Regions from separate parts of the Triticum aestivum genome. Here region 2 is linked to region 1. Evidence: chromatin contacts called from public Hi-C data. All regions are on one chromosome and are shown on one strand. The core of a region is the stretch at or near the end of the contact, and the rest is flanking DNA. Distances in the headings are between cores, read along the strand shown.

Region 1 (7,476 bases), core at 1,959-4,458:
ACTCTTTTCATACCCAGTTTTCATTGCATTAGTTCAATCCTCAAACAATGCATGATTAGGATGTCTTTAACTTGAGGGTATTGGGAAGTAGTTGATGAGGTAGAACCTATTGCCCTGCTTATTATCAAACCCTTGGGAGTTACTTCTACGTTATGCTTATATTACTATGCTATGCTCGTAGACGTGGATTGGGTTTGAGTGTATCCATGACAGATGTGAGATTCTTAATTAATGGTTCAACTTAAGGTGGCAACTTTAATACACATCTGGGTGGATTGAGGCACCTGGGGAACCCAGTGTTGTCTGTATTTTTTTTTGGAAATCCTGGGGTATCTGTGTGATCTTCCTATGGACCGCCACCCAGGCTTAAAGGAAACTGAGATGATTCATGCTAGAAACTTCCGTGTGCAGCAACAAGCTACTATGGGCTCTAGCATAGTTGAGTAAGTTACGTGAAGCTCTTGAAGAGGTAGATCAGCAAGTAGTGGGTTTTGTAGGTTTGGTATGGTCTACCCGGAGTAGGGAGTTAATGTTTCTGAAAGACTATGTCTCGGTCATCCGTTTCTCAAACACCGTGCAGTGCGAGAAATCCAACGGAAGCGATCGAGTCTTGTGGGGAAAAGTGCGCAAACCTCTGCAGAATGTACAATCTAATCGTGGTTAGCCGTGTCCCCGGTTATGGACAATCTTGAGTATCTAGTACTTGGGTTATCACATGTATCTCATCACTCATAATTAATATTGTTTGGTTGATAATTACTTTAATTTGGGATTGAGTTGGGGTTATACCTTCTCAATGTTTCAACCACCATGATAGTTAAATAAAATTATTCCTTTGTTGTAGGGAAAAATTTGCTTTTCGCAAAACTATAACCATAGAGCTTTCCACCAGCCAAATATGCATGTAGTGATAGCATTATTCTGTTCTTGCTCTACTGTGTTATATTACCAGCATATTACATGTGCTGACCCGTTTTCGGGCTGCAACGTATTATGTTGCAGACTTTTCAGACGAGGAGTAAGGTTCGTTAGGTCGTTGCCATGCAGCTCGGCTATGTCATTAGAGTTGATGGACTCACTTTATCTTCCAAGCCTTCCGTTGTTATCGCATTAGATGGCCTTAAGCCATATTATTGTAATAAGTTCTCTTTTGAGACATTCGATGTAATAAGTGTGTGATTGCTACTCTGTTATAAATCCTTCGAGTACTGTGCGTGTCAGTATTACTGATCGAGGGATGACACTGAGGCACAGAGACTTGACCGTTTGAGGTCGGGTCGCTACAAGTTGTTCCTCCACAACCTTGTGCTGCTTCAGGTGGTATCAGAGCCCCGTTGATCCATACTAGTTCTTGTTGCTCTCTTTGAGAGTGAGGTACAACAAGCAATGAAACAATTGGAGAAGAGGATGGATGTTGCAGAATGACAAATCAAAGAGCTGTGTGAAGATCTTAATCAGAGATTTGACTAGCTGTTTGAGATGATGATAAAGGGTGTTCTCCTGCTGCTAGTGAAGAATATTCATCTAAAGAAGAAGATGATATTCAACGACGAAGAAGGGGAGGTAATCTTGGAGCAAGACTACCACAACAACATGCAATTCATTGTACTTCAAAAAGGCTAATTTATGTTAAAACTTCCGAAGGTGAAGAATATGATGATGCCCTTGAAGAACCTAATCTCTATGCATATCGGAGAGTACCAAACCGTACATATGTAAGGGATATATACATGGTGAAAGTTGAGATCCCCACTTTTAATGTAAATATTGATATTGAAGGGTGCATTGATTGGTTATATGAAATGGAGACTTTCTTTGAGGTCATGGAGGTTCCGAAAGATTGTAGAGTTCCTTTGGTCGCGTACAAGCTGGAAGGAGGAGCCGGTGCATGGTGGCATCGTGTTCAAGAAGAACGCAGGCTAAGGGGAGAACCTTGTGTGAGAACTTGGCGGTAAATGAAAAGTCTTTTGAAAGGAAGATTTTTACCCGCTTACTATAATCAGTCCCTATTTATCCAATTCCAAAATTATGCTCAAGGAAATAGGACTGTACTACAACAGCTTGTGCTTTTGCAGGTCATCAAGTATTTTCTGGCCCTTTGCCGGGGAGCCTAACACTTAGTCATTACCTACCTGCTTGCATATAGTTTAATTTGTTCATTGCTATTATCTTACTGTTTTCTCTTTAAATCAAAATAAATAAATAAAATACTAATCATGTCTTCCGAGATTTATCTCAATGAACTGAAGAAATCTACGACCGAGCACAAAAGAGACACAAGCCCACGCCATTGGCTATCGACCCTTTCGGAGAGGAAAAAAATGATGTGCTAGTTTTTTGGGGAAATCTCGCCATCTTGATTAACTCAAAGCAATGTTCATAGGTACAATAGCCGGATCATGGGGTGACCGAACCAAATATGACGACCACTATCTATAGAGGTAGCATATTTGGCAAGATTGCGAGCTTCAAAATTAAACTTCCTACACTCAATAATGAAATTACAAGACTGAAATAAAGTCCTGCAACGTCCTATTTCCGCTATGATCGCTCCATGAGGGCCGTCCAAGCCCCGAATATCGTCTTGGATAACACCTTGGAAATATGATGCAACACAAATGTTGCGTAGTCCAAGATCTTCAGCAACTGACAGAGCTTCCTGACATGCAAATGTTTCAAGTGTAGTAGGATCGGCAATACTATTGAAAACTACCGTTAAGGATCCAAGGTAGGCTGCCGTGTGGTCTCTACAAATTGCAGCCGCTGCTCCTTTGTGGCCACTATGCTCAGAAGCTCCATCAACATTAATTTTCATCATGCCTGCAGGTTATGAAATCCACCGTTCAGTCAGTGGTGATTTAAAACGTCTTGTACTTTCTCTAGTGTTAAAAAATGTCTTACATTACGAAGAAGGGAATATACATATAATCCTGAAAGTTAGACAAAACGTCACGTAAGGATTTTTAACGGCGTGGCGGTCGGTCCGTTCTGCAGCGCAAGGGGGGAGCCTGTCATTCTCTGCCAGCAGTGGCCGATCCCACGCTCCTGGATCGATCCAGACCGTCGAATCAAGATAGACACGGTCGGTCGCAGATATCGCACCGGACCGGCCGGCAGCGTCCACCTCCACCAGCGCAGCGCAGGCGGCCGCACCGATTTGACGAGTCCTTCCGTTCTTCCTCTACTACCACCCCAGCGGCACGCACAGTCACGCGGACGCCTTTTTATTTCGCCCGTTTCCTCCAAACCATCCATCCGTCCGATTTCTTCCTCCTGCTCCAACCCCCCGCCCACCGATCCCCAAGTCGGTACTGGCCCGCGTCGCACCGCACCGCACCGCATCGCCGAGACGAGCCGGCGGTGAGGCCGATCCGTCGCCGTGCAGCGCGGGCGGGCAAATGGGAGTTGGGCGGTGATGGGCGCGGCGAGCTCGAGGCTGGAGAAGGCGCTGGGCGAGCAGTTCCCCGAGGGCGAGCGATACTTCGGCCTCGAGAACTTCGGCAACACCTGCTACTGCAACAGCGTCCTCCAGGTACGGACGCCCTGCCCCCAAAACCGAGATCGTCGCGTGCGCGCGGGCGCCTCGTTTCCTTCGCCCCCAAGGGCGGTGCGCGCGCGATTGATTCGTCCTGTTCAATGCGTCCCCCGCGTCGGGAGGGGCGCGGTTTTCCGTCGGATCGCGGAGCCTTGAATTCGATCTTGCGATGTCGGGGTAGATTTGTGTGCGGGGTGAGCGCAGGCCGCGGAGCGAGTAGTGAGGTTCAGAGTCCAGTCAGCGCCCCTTGCATGGAGAAACTCACTCTTGGGGTTGGCCTGATGGATGATGAGATGTTGTTCCTGTTTCGATTATGTGTGTTCGAACTTTGAACCGCGAGGTTGCATTTTTAATGTTAAAATTTTGACAATGGGGGATTGGGGGCGCTCAGCGCTTCTGCATAGACTGCGTGTGAGTTTTGCCCTGTATGGATGGAGGTGTTCTCATCAGAAACATTGTTGCGAGAGAGAGGATAATATGTTTTCTCGATTTATATTCCTCATGGGATTGGCTAAATTGTTTTGTGATTCTATTACAGGCACTTTACTTCTGTGTTCCTTTCCGCGAGCAATTACTGGAGTACTATGCTAACAATAAAAGCGCCAGCGATGGCGAAGAGAACATGTTAACCTGCTTAGCTGACCTCTTCTCTCAGGTACCACTGCAGCTATCTATTGTTGAAATTGTTTCCTCTGCCTCAGTTTCCTTAAGTTCCATTTGCTGCGTCATATACAAATCAGAAATCACATGTAAGCATAAAATCTGAACTGGCACTTTATCGCATATCCCCTGAATGACATGGGATTTTCTCTGGTTCATTGAGGGGTTCCTCATCAGTGGCCTGTAGTGTAATGCGTGTGTTTCTTGAAGAATTCTGCATTTGGCAGTATCTAGTAACCCCCCTGGAGTGTTGCTAGTGTCAAATTCAAGAATTTGGACTGTGGAGCAACCCCAGGAGCCTTTGTAATTAATTGATAAACCTGGAAGTGATTATAACTATAATGCATGTTAAATGGAGAACATTCACAGGATAGCACTTGCTACTGTCTTGGTTGATCTCTATGGTTTCAGGGTTTGTTTGTGTTTAACTCTGTAGTGAGATGATACATAGGTGCTAGTCAATTGCCTTCGTTGTTTATCTTTTAGTCTGAACATCAATGTTCATTGGGTAGTGCCCTTTATGTGGAGGCCTTTTACTAGTTTCAGTTGTATGATTTGATAATAGTAGCTATGCTGGATCAACATTGCAAAATATAATTGTCATCTTCCTCTGTGCACACAGATCAGCAATCAGAAGAAGAAAACAGGCGTTATTGCTCCAAAGCGTTTTATTCAACGACTGAAGAAACAGAATGAGCTTTTCCGCAGCTATATGCATCAAGTAATACATTACGTGATGATGACACATTTACTAGCGTGTTATGGCATCTCAATCATCCCAATTGACCATGACTGCTATACTATTGTGTTTTACAGGATGCTCATGAATTTCTGAATTTTTTGTTGAATGAGCTAGTTGACATTCTCGAGAAAGAATGTAAAGCCAATAAAGAAACTCCTCAAAATTCATCTTCAAATAAGAGTTCTAATGGCCCTATTAATGGTCAGCCCAATGGTAGTCATAAAGAACCAGAGACTACATGGGTCCACAAATGCTTCCAGGTGAGTTTTCATCCATTTCTGCCTATATTGTTTCTGTATGAATCATGCTCTTATTGCAGTCTGGGAGATGTGCCTCATGGTATTTTATTTCTTTAGGGAATATTGACTAATCAAACAAAATGTCTGAGATGTGAAACCGTCACTGATAGAGATGAAACATTTCTTGACTTGAGCCTGGATATAGAACAAAATAGTTCAATCACCAGCTGTCTTAAAAACTTCAGCTCAACAGAAACTTTGAACGCCGAGGATAAGTTCTTCTGTGACAAATGCTGCAGGTACGTTATTCCATTTCTTTTGATTGCCTGTTGTTTCCTCATGTGATATCCGGTATCTCCATTTCCTCCTGGTCCACATCATGATTTAGTAGAGTAGCATCAGAGCTTGTGGAAATGTTGTTATTTATTACCTCTGCCTACTTGCTTGACTTATGTGCTTTAAGTTCATTCATTGACTATGCACTAGCATATCAAACTTCCAAGTTCAGTTATTTGGCAAAAATTGTGTGTCACAGGCATTCATTTTCATTTCGCCTATCATAATTTGATCTGATATTCAATGTATCAAAATTGTTGCATTGCCTGTCTATTGTTTGTGTGTTTGGATTATCTCTATTTATCTTGGACCTTGATTGAAGTTGTCATTAATTTCAGTTTACAAGAAGCACAGAAAAGAATGAAGATAAAGAAACAGCCAAACATCCTGGTAATCCATCTCAAGCGCTTCAAGTACATCGAGCAGCTTGGGCGCTACAAAAAGCTGACATACCGAGTTGTTTTCCCACTGGAGCTTAAACTCATGAACACGGTCGACAACTCAGACTTGGAATATTCCCTCTTCGCTGTGCTAGTCCACGTCGGAAGTGGGCCAAACCATGGCCACTACATCAGCGTGGTAAAGAGCCACAACCACTGGTTGTTCTTCGACGATGAGACTGTTGAGATGACCGATGAGTCCATGGTACAGACATTCTTCGGCTCGGCACAGGAGTTCAGTGGTAACACCGACAATGGCTACATACTCTTCTACGAAAGCGTCGCTAAAACAAGCTGATGCCTTCCGTATATCTCGTGATTAGCAACACGGTTTTTTTTTCCTTTTGTCGCCACACCCCCTGCTCCGTGCTATATAGAAGATTCGGTAAATCAGAATAATTAGAATGGCAAAGACCATTCAACCTTAGATGCTTTGGTGGAGTCAGTGCTTAGCAATAAAAGAAGCTGTGACGAGTTTTGCGGGTGGGTACTATAGCCGCCGAATCTTGCAGTCTTCTTGATGTTGTGTTTCCGTTGTGTTGTGGCGCAAGTTTGTATTGATCTGGAATAATGTTTCTCAAGAAGATCTTATCATGTGAAGGGATGCTTGTATCTTGAAGCCTTCTGGCTTGGTAAATTTTTGCTTGGGAGAGCTTCTGCTGATTCTGAAGTATACACATGCGAACGAATCTACGGCCTTCCTTTCTTTGTCATTTGTATTTGTATATACTGTATACTCTGATTTGGGAGCGCTTGTTCCAACGTGCTAAGCTCCCGAAATTGCGAGAAACCGAATTCAGATATGTACAGCCACATACATATGTGGTGTGTGACTGCATAGCCAGTTTTCCAACTTGGTTGCAGTGGACCACATGGATATTATAAGTGGTGAGATTTGTTTGGCAAGGTAGGATGAAGCCCAAGTGAGGAAGCAACAAAGCTGATTCTGCATTTCGTGGGTGCCTATCTGGGCAGCTGGACGCCGCTGTTGATCTGGACCGGCTGTTCTCCTCCAGCCACTTAGTTCATCCTAGTTACCACTACAGGCAAGATATTTTCCCCAGAAACCATATGCACGCAAGTGGCACAAGCTCAAACTGGAATCCAACAGTTCACCGAAGCGACAACAGTTACGTAGGAGTACAATACACCGGGGAATAGAACATTCTAGCTGATGGCTACTGGATGATTTAGATTTGTCCCTGCACTGGCGACTGGCATAGCAAAGTGAATCGTCCGGCCACATAGGTTAACGGGAACCGAGATTCACTGGCTTTTGACAATGCCTAAAGGGTGGTTGTGCTACTGTGGATGATGATGTTTCCAACATGAGATCACTCAGCAAATTAAATTCTATAAATATAAGCTCTTTTTTTAACCTTTTAAGGATACCAGCTATGGTGGAATCAGTGTTTAACAATAAAGAGACTGTGATGATGTTTCTGACGAGTTGGAACAACTATCAGTTCATGAGAAAAACTATGTTCATTGCATGACTGGTTTTTGTATTCTACAATTTCTGTT
Region 2 (7,476 bases), core at 2,067-4,566, 400 kb before region 1:
AAGGCCAACAATAACTGCTGGTGTAAGCATAAATTTCAGAGATGTTCATGGGTGGACTGCACTTCACTGGGCAGCATTTTGTGGCAGGTAAGTTCTTGTGAGGGTGATAGTTTTTGTTTGAACATATATACATCCATCCATCCATACATACATATATTGATATATATGTATTAAACTTGTTTGCCCTGTTCTGCAGAGAGCGAACAGTTGTTGCTCTTATAGCATTAGGTGCGGCTCCTGGAGCTTTGACGGATCCAAGGCCTGATTTCCCTTCAGGACGCACACCAGCTGATCTTGCGTCGTTCAATGGGCACAAGGGAATTTCTGGTTTCCTGGCAGAGTTTTCTTTAACAAGCCATCTTCAAACCCTCAACCTGAAGGAAGCCATGGGGAGCAATGCATCAGAGGTATCTGGTCTACCTGGTATTGGAGATGTTACCGGAAGAATTGCTTCACCATCGGCAGGTCAAGGTCTTCAGGCTGGATCGATGGGAGATTCACTAGGTGCTGTGCGGAATGCTGCCCAAGCTGCTGCTCGGATATATCAAGTTTTCAGGGTGCAGTCCTTCCAGAGAAAGCAAGCAGTTCAGTATGAGGATGACAATGGTGTGATATCAGATGAACGTGCCATGTCACTCTTGTCTTATAAACCATCTAAACCAGGGCAATTCGATCCCATGCATGCTGCTGCAACTCGAATACAAAACAAATTCCGTGGATGGAAGGGAAGAAAAGAATTTCTGCTTATTAGACAGCGAATTGTCAAGATCCAGGTATGAATATTAAGTGTATGACAATTAATCAAATTATTTTTGTTGAAATTCTGAACGCTCCAGATTAATACTGAATGAGTACGCCAACACACCATATTTTTTCTACTGAATTTTGCAATACTAAAATCAACTATGACCATATATCATGTACTCCCTTCGTCCCAAAATAAGTGTCTCAAGCTTAGTACAACTTTGTACTAAGGTTAGTTCAAAGTTGAGACACTTACTTTGGGACGGAGGGAGTACAAATTTATGTAAAGGTAATTGAGTGAAACATGAGCTACATTTTTTTTCTCTTCGACTAATCTAGTATCTAGGACAGGGTATCATAACATGATGTTTTAACAGTAGTATAATGCTTTGTCAAGTATCTTTTCTTCTGATGCTATCATTATAATGAACAAATTTTCTCATCCGTGCTATATTGTGTACTGGCTAGGCTCATGTGCGAGGTCACCAAGTGAGAAAGCATTATCGCAAAATAATTTGGTCTGTCGGGATAGTGGAGAAGGTTATATTGCGATGGAGGCGGCGAGGAGCTGGGTTACGCGGGTTTCGGTCTACAGAAGGTGCAACAGACAGCAGCACTAGGAGCAGCAGTGTCGATGTAACCCCAGTTAAACCCGCAGAGGATGATTATAACTTCTTGCAAGAAGGACGGAAGCAAACTGAAGAAAGACTGCAGAGAGCTCTTGCCAGAGTGAAGTCCATGGTTCAGTACCCCGAAGCCCGGGACCAATATCAGAGGATTCTGACTGTCGTAACAAAAATGCAGGAATCCCAGGTAGCATTACGTTTTCCCGCCCTTCTAGCACCAATACAAAAGTTTTAGGGTGATGCTGAACAATTAGGCATGATGTTTTGGCTCAAAATTAGGCATGTTTTTCTGCCAGAGTATATATTTTACCCCTCGACTGTAAAACCAGACAAATTGGACAACTATCAAAAGTGGAGGCTATTCCAAAGTAGTTTTGGATGGCGTGGAGTTGATTTCCAAAGCCACGTCATAAAACCCCGCCTGGGGGTAGTCCCTGGGAAGAGATCTATCTGGTTTTGATAAATCTGGACGTGATTTTGCCGATTTAAGAGTTTGGGGGTGAAAAAAAGAAATGGGAGTTTTGCTCTGTTTTCTTAATGGGATGCTTACTCAATTCTTTTGTTGCTAATGTGGCACAGCCTGTGGAAGAAAGTATGCTTGAGGAGTCGACGGAGATGGATGAAGGCTTTTTGATGAGTGAATTCAAAGAGCTCTGGGACGATGACATGCCGCCGTTGCCTGGCTATTTCTAGGTCGTAACCAAGTGGCGTTTGTTCTTGTAAATTACCTCTCTGATTTGTTTGTTAGGCTCACCAGATAGATGATAGTGACTAAATTACCTTGTCCATTATGGTTTGAGTTTTTTTGTTGGTCTCTTGGTTGTCTAGCTCTAGTGACTCCTTGTACAGTATATCCAATCCTGGAGGAAAATGTATCTGGATTATGAAACTGAAACCGTCCAGTTAGTTGCCTGAAATTAAACTAGTTAAGCTTGGATTCCCATGAGGTTTTTAACCTAGTGCCGACCTTGGTTTTGTTGGGAGGGACATGTGATAGGTACCAACATGATCGCGTGGTTTTGATGCAGCTGTAGGTGTCGAAACCTGCAGTGGTGAATGTCGCATCCATTTGTATTTTGTCCCCGAGCATGGTTTGCAGTGCTGCTGTTTTGTTGCTTTGGTCAGTATGTTTTCTTGCTGTGACGTGAACCGGAAGATGCCAGGACAAAACCCCAAGCCAAACACCCAGCCAAATAAACTTTGGGCCGCGCCGTCCAGCTACAAGTGTCCAAACGAGCAAGTAGAGAAGAAGGAGCAACATAGACACGTCGCCCTAAGGAAAATTCTCTCGTTTCCAGAGCGTTTTGACGCCTCTGCGCGATAGCGATGCCACGCCGCTCTCAGGCCACGAGTCTGTTGGTGCAGACTAGAGTGGAAACGAGAACGGTTTGAGTGCGACACGCGTGGATGCCATCGGCTCAGTGTTGCTTTCCCGAAACATGGGGCATCGCATGGAAAGGATCAACGCGCGGTCCGTCCGTCGCGGTTGCCAGTTGCCACCGGTTTGGTAATGGGTCGGACGCGGACGTGTAACTGGACACGACGGGGGCGTGCGCGTGCGTGTCGGCTGTTGCGTGCACAACTCCCGCTCTCTGGCCGGTCACTCGCTCCGAGCGAGTGGTCCGATGACCAGACCGTGGTTTGTTGCCTCTCGCCGGCCATGGGTGTTTGATTTTCCACTGCTATTTTCAGTAGGCTGAAACATGTCAGTGTAGAACTACCGCCGCGTGTAACACTAATACCTGCTACTCCGTCCGATCCAAATTAACTGTCGCAGCTCTAGTACAAGTACATGGTCGATGTGATGTCCGAGGAGATGATTAACCATCGTATTTTCCGCACACACACACAACTGTAGCCTGCCCACCAAGAGAGGGGAAACCCATCAATCATCATCCATCCACCCATTACGCATCTGGCACCATAATGAAGCACCGCCCTAGAGCCAGATCAATCATGCGTAGTAGTACACGCAGCCTTAAACCAGTGATGGCCGGAGCGGCTGCAGGTCCAGCCAGCACATGCAGCAGTTCTCCTGCAGATGCAGCGCAGAGCTAGCTGTGTATACGTAGAATGGGTCGCGCCTGGTCGGACCGTCGGAGCCCCCAAAGTAGTCCAGAAGCAGCCGCGGCCTACTATTCCTCCCTCGTCTAGTCCCCACATTGACACACGTTGCCCACGCACGCACGCAGGCAGGCCGCCCGGAGCACGGCTTCCTGTCTCCTCCGCTCCGCTGCGGCTGCGAGCGCGAGGGGGTGGATCCCCATCTCCCGCTCATCCATGGCCCCCGCCTCGCTGGAGGAGCTCCATTGCGCGCCCGCGCCGGAGAAGCCCCCGCCCTCGGCCCCGGAGGGCGAGCTCCGGTGGCTCCGGCGGTGCGCGGGGGATGGCGACGACCTCCGCTGGCTCCGCCGCTGCGTGGGGGCCGCCACCAAGGGCTTCGCCATCGGCGCCGGGCTCAAGGGCGGCCTCGCGCTCTTCTCCCTCCTCGTCCGCCTCCGCAGCCGCCGCTCCCCCAGATCGAGGTGGGCGCTCGCCGCTCTCCCCCGCACGCGGCTCTGCTGATCCCTGCTGCCGCCGCTCGCGGCTCCGCTGCAGGCAAAAGCTCGGCTGATCCGTGCCGTCGCTCGCGGCTTCTTGTTGCGTTGCAAGTTGTAACCCGTGTGGCGTGCTGCGTGTAGGAAGGCGGGCGCGATGACCAACGACGAGGCGGCGCTCCTGGCGCTCAAGGAGACGCTCAGGTACGGCATGTTCCTCGGCACCTTCGCCGGCGCCTACGTCTCCGTCGACGAGTGCATCGCCGCCCTCTGGGGCCGCAAAAGGTCAGCCGTCTCAGTATCTCTCACACCCCGCTGTCAGTTAAGTACTACTACTACTACTACCAGCCAGTTCCTCCCTGTCCTATTTATAGCAAGGGCCATCGATTTGGCTGTAACAAAGATGGTGGGCGATTCCTTGATTTGAAGTAATAATTGCCTCCGTCTTTGCTGAGTTGCGTGTAAAAACAGTGTGTGAGCAGACTCTTGAAGGACAGGAGGAAGAGCAGTAGTATATGTCTTGTTACTGACTGCTCATATTTTCAAGGAGATGTGCTTTGATGTGGATTAGGTGTATTGCCATAGAAATTCTTCTTTGTTTTTTGGTACCGTCAATTGCAAGCAAAGCTTGCTTATTTTTGGTCAGGGCCTGGGGATCAACCTCTTGCAGTTTGCAAATGATTACAGTGTGGAAACGATGTTTTTTTTGCTACTTTAATCTATGATTGCTCGTTTTTACTTCCTCCATCCGGGTTTATTAGCCTCCCTCACATTTTGAGCCAAAGTTTGACTATACATTTGCAGAATAAAATATGAGTTATATGTAGGAAAAATGGTACTCCCTCCGTTTCAGTTCACAAGTCCTGCACGTATGCTTAGGTTGCCAATTTTATCACCCTAATATAAACTATATAACACAAAAATTATACCTTTTGAAAATAGAACATCTGAAGTTTATATCGGTATACTTTTTGTAATATATGACTTGTATTACGTTGGTCAAATTGACGATCTAGGGGTACGCGCACGCCCTGTAAACTGAGAGAGAGGGAGTATCACTGAAAACTTCTTTCAAATACGAATCCAACAATATAATTTTTATAAGTATCACTTTTATTTTGCAAATCAAATCGATGGTCAAAGTTTAACCCAAAATATAAGCGGACCTAATAAACCCGAACGGAGGTAGTATTAGATTGGTACTGATCAGTGACCAACATTTTGCAACTCTGAGGTATCGTCAAAACAGATTTGTAATATTTGACTGCTAAATTCTAATCTTGGACTTCCATTGACGCTAGGAAATACCAAATGATGCAACTCTGCGTGATCTGGAGATATAATGTTGCTTGCTAACCCAAAATAAGATCCTTACAACCACCTGAGCGCAATCTCAATAGTGTATAGTGAGTCTGTCTGAACTTAAATCATCATCGTTATGATGAATCAATACGGCTTCCGAAAGGACCATAGCAAGGTCTTCTTTCATTCCCCTTTCTAACATAAAATGTTGCTTGGATGATTTTGGACTTCGAAACTTCCCTTGGGATACTGCAACCTAGAACTTTCAAACTTCACTTTTGAATCCTGCAAACAAAAAGTCGCAAACTTGGTTTTATTTTGTTTTCCAATAATTAAAAAAGAAGAAAATATCCCACATTTCCAATTTTCAGTGACTTTAGTCAGGTTTCTACACACATGCCATGAAACCACTGAATGGACTCCCAGGCTGTGCCTATGAAGTCGCCTTACAATACGACATAAGCGTTACAAAGTTATGAAGGGGGTTGGCCGCTACAAAACGCATTACACATTTAAACTTTGGTTATATCACAGAATGCAATTTGTTTTCTGTCCCATTCTATCTTCCACACTGTCCTTCTTTAATGTATGAGTTTGTTTTGGGATAGTATATAACTCAATACTCTTGTTGCTTCAGAACAGCAAGGTGGAGGTCATTATTATCTGGGTTAATTGCTGGTCCTTCTATGCTCTTGACGGGGCCAGGCACGCAGCATACCAGTTTGGCAATATACATTCTCATGCGTGCTGCGGTGCTTGCATCCCGTTGTGGAATAAAGAGCAAAAGATTTGGAAAGATTTGCAAACCTTTGACCTGGTCACATGGTGATGTCTTCCTTATGTGCCTTTCATCTGCACAAATTTTGTAAGTTCCATTGACAGAATTCGTATGCGTTTTCGTATATGCCAATGTTATTACTGTATTATGTACAGAGATCGCTTAGCCCTGTTAATATACACTGATATGCAGTGTATGGAGTTATTTGGGTCTGATGGCCCTATTGCGCTACACCCAACGCTTGAAACTAGTATAGCATTTCAAATTTATGCAGGTCAAGTACTGATTATTGTAAAAAAGGGTCACATAACAGATTTTTGAACCATTGTATGTTAACTTCTGGAAATATTATTTGCACATGGCATTACAAAGTAGTACGGACAACTTCTCTGAATTTTCAAAATCCTCTTGAGATACCTTGTTTGTGACACATAAGGGCTACTTTGTTAACAAAAATAGCAGCTACATTTGATCCGTAACAGTTGTGTCATTCTTCAGTGAAATTTGAGATGATGTGCTATTTATTTATATCATAAAAAAATAGCATGTAAACCTAGAAGGCAATGCTTTATCTTTCATGTTGTTCACTAATGTCTCATTGGAATGCATCGTATTCAATTCAAATGAGCAGACAATATTTTGATGTTAGGCAAAAGTCACAAGTCAACAATAGGGTCAGTTTTGAGAAAATGTGTAAAAGGAATGTGTTTGTTGGACTGTAATTGCTTTGCGAGTCCAAATATTTGAGACATGGAATCATAGAGTGCATTACAGGGACTGGAATATAAATGTAAGAATGTGATACATTTGTAGATTCAAGGGCATTTCCCATGTTATCTTGTTTGAAATAACTTCAACCATTTGTTACATTATTAAAACATATAGGCATCATGCACCAGTGATTGGTGAGTATTTTGTTATATATATTTTGCGGTATACATTCAATAGGATGTGGGAATAGTGAGTTTTGCCTATATTGTTGATTCCGCAGATCTGCATACATTCTACAGCAGGACAGTTTGCCGTCATCATATAAATCATTTCTGAAGATGCATGGTGGAAAGGATCAGTCTATTCTGCAAGGCTTGAAGGAAGTAGTTAACCACACTGCTTTCTCTAACCTAGAGGCTATTGAGAAGTACTACAAATCTGTTGGTGTTGACATAAAGTTGGATCCAGACATGAAAGTGCCCTGCTCAGTAAGTACTACAAATTTGTGAATAACTGTCAAAATTTCCTTTGTTTATAACATGTTGTGTCGCATGATTGCATCACATTAATATACTATAGTATCCTATCAAGCATTCAGGTATAACATTTTGCTGTGAATAATTGTTGAAGTTTTCCTTGTTAATTCCTACCATTTGTTGTTTTTATTCCTTCTGTTAATCTAAACCTTTTCCTTCATCTAATCTCTTCTCTCTTCAAACCAGATTGTGCATGGTAATCAATCATGTGCAGGACATTTTATTTCGTTCTTGTTACAAGC

What was found. Hi-C and Micro-C count contacts between places; a contact is called where the count stands out from the background.
Region 2: a contact with region 1 is called in a Hi-C map of leaf, with 5 times the contacts expected there. The contact joins the promoter of LOC123093458 here to the promoter of LOC123093455 in region 1. A contact is called at or near these places in 3 of 5 Hi-C or Micro-C datasets (all in leaf).

The regions. Positions count from the first base shown.
Region 1 is chr4B:593,852,683-593,860,158 of IWGSC CS RefSeq v2.1, reverse strand. It overlaps LOC123093455 (ubiquitin carboxyl-terminal hydrolase 3), which reads left to right and starts at 3,208. Exons shown (of 6, transcript XM_044515427.1): 1 at 3,208-3,532; 2 at 4,074-4,190; 3 at 4,818-4,916; 4 at 5,012-5,197; 5 at 5,294-5,475; 6 at 5,851-6,589. The coding sequence starts at 3,416. The coding sequence ends at 6,250.
Region 2 is chr4B:594,252,267-594,259,742 of IWGSC CS RefSeq v2.1, reverse strand. It overlaps LOC123093458, which reads left to right and starts at 3,316. Exons shown (of 8, transcript XM_044515432.1): 1 at 3,316-3,895; 2 at 4,052-4,192; 3 at 5,847-6,074; 4 at 6,979-7,186; 5 at 7,421-7,476. The coding sequence starts at 3,651. It overlaps LOC123093456 (calmodulin-binding transcription activator 3), which reads left to right. Exons shown (of 13, transcript XM_044515430.1): 10 at 1-87; 11 at 197-773; 12 at 1,213-1,557; 13 at 1,950-2,311. The coding sequence ends at 2,063.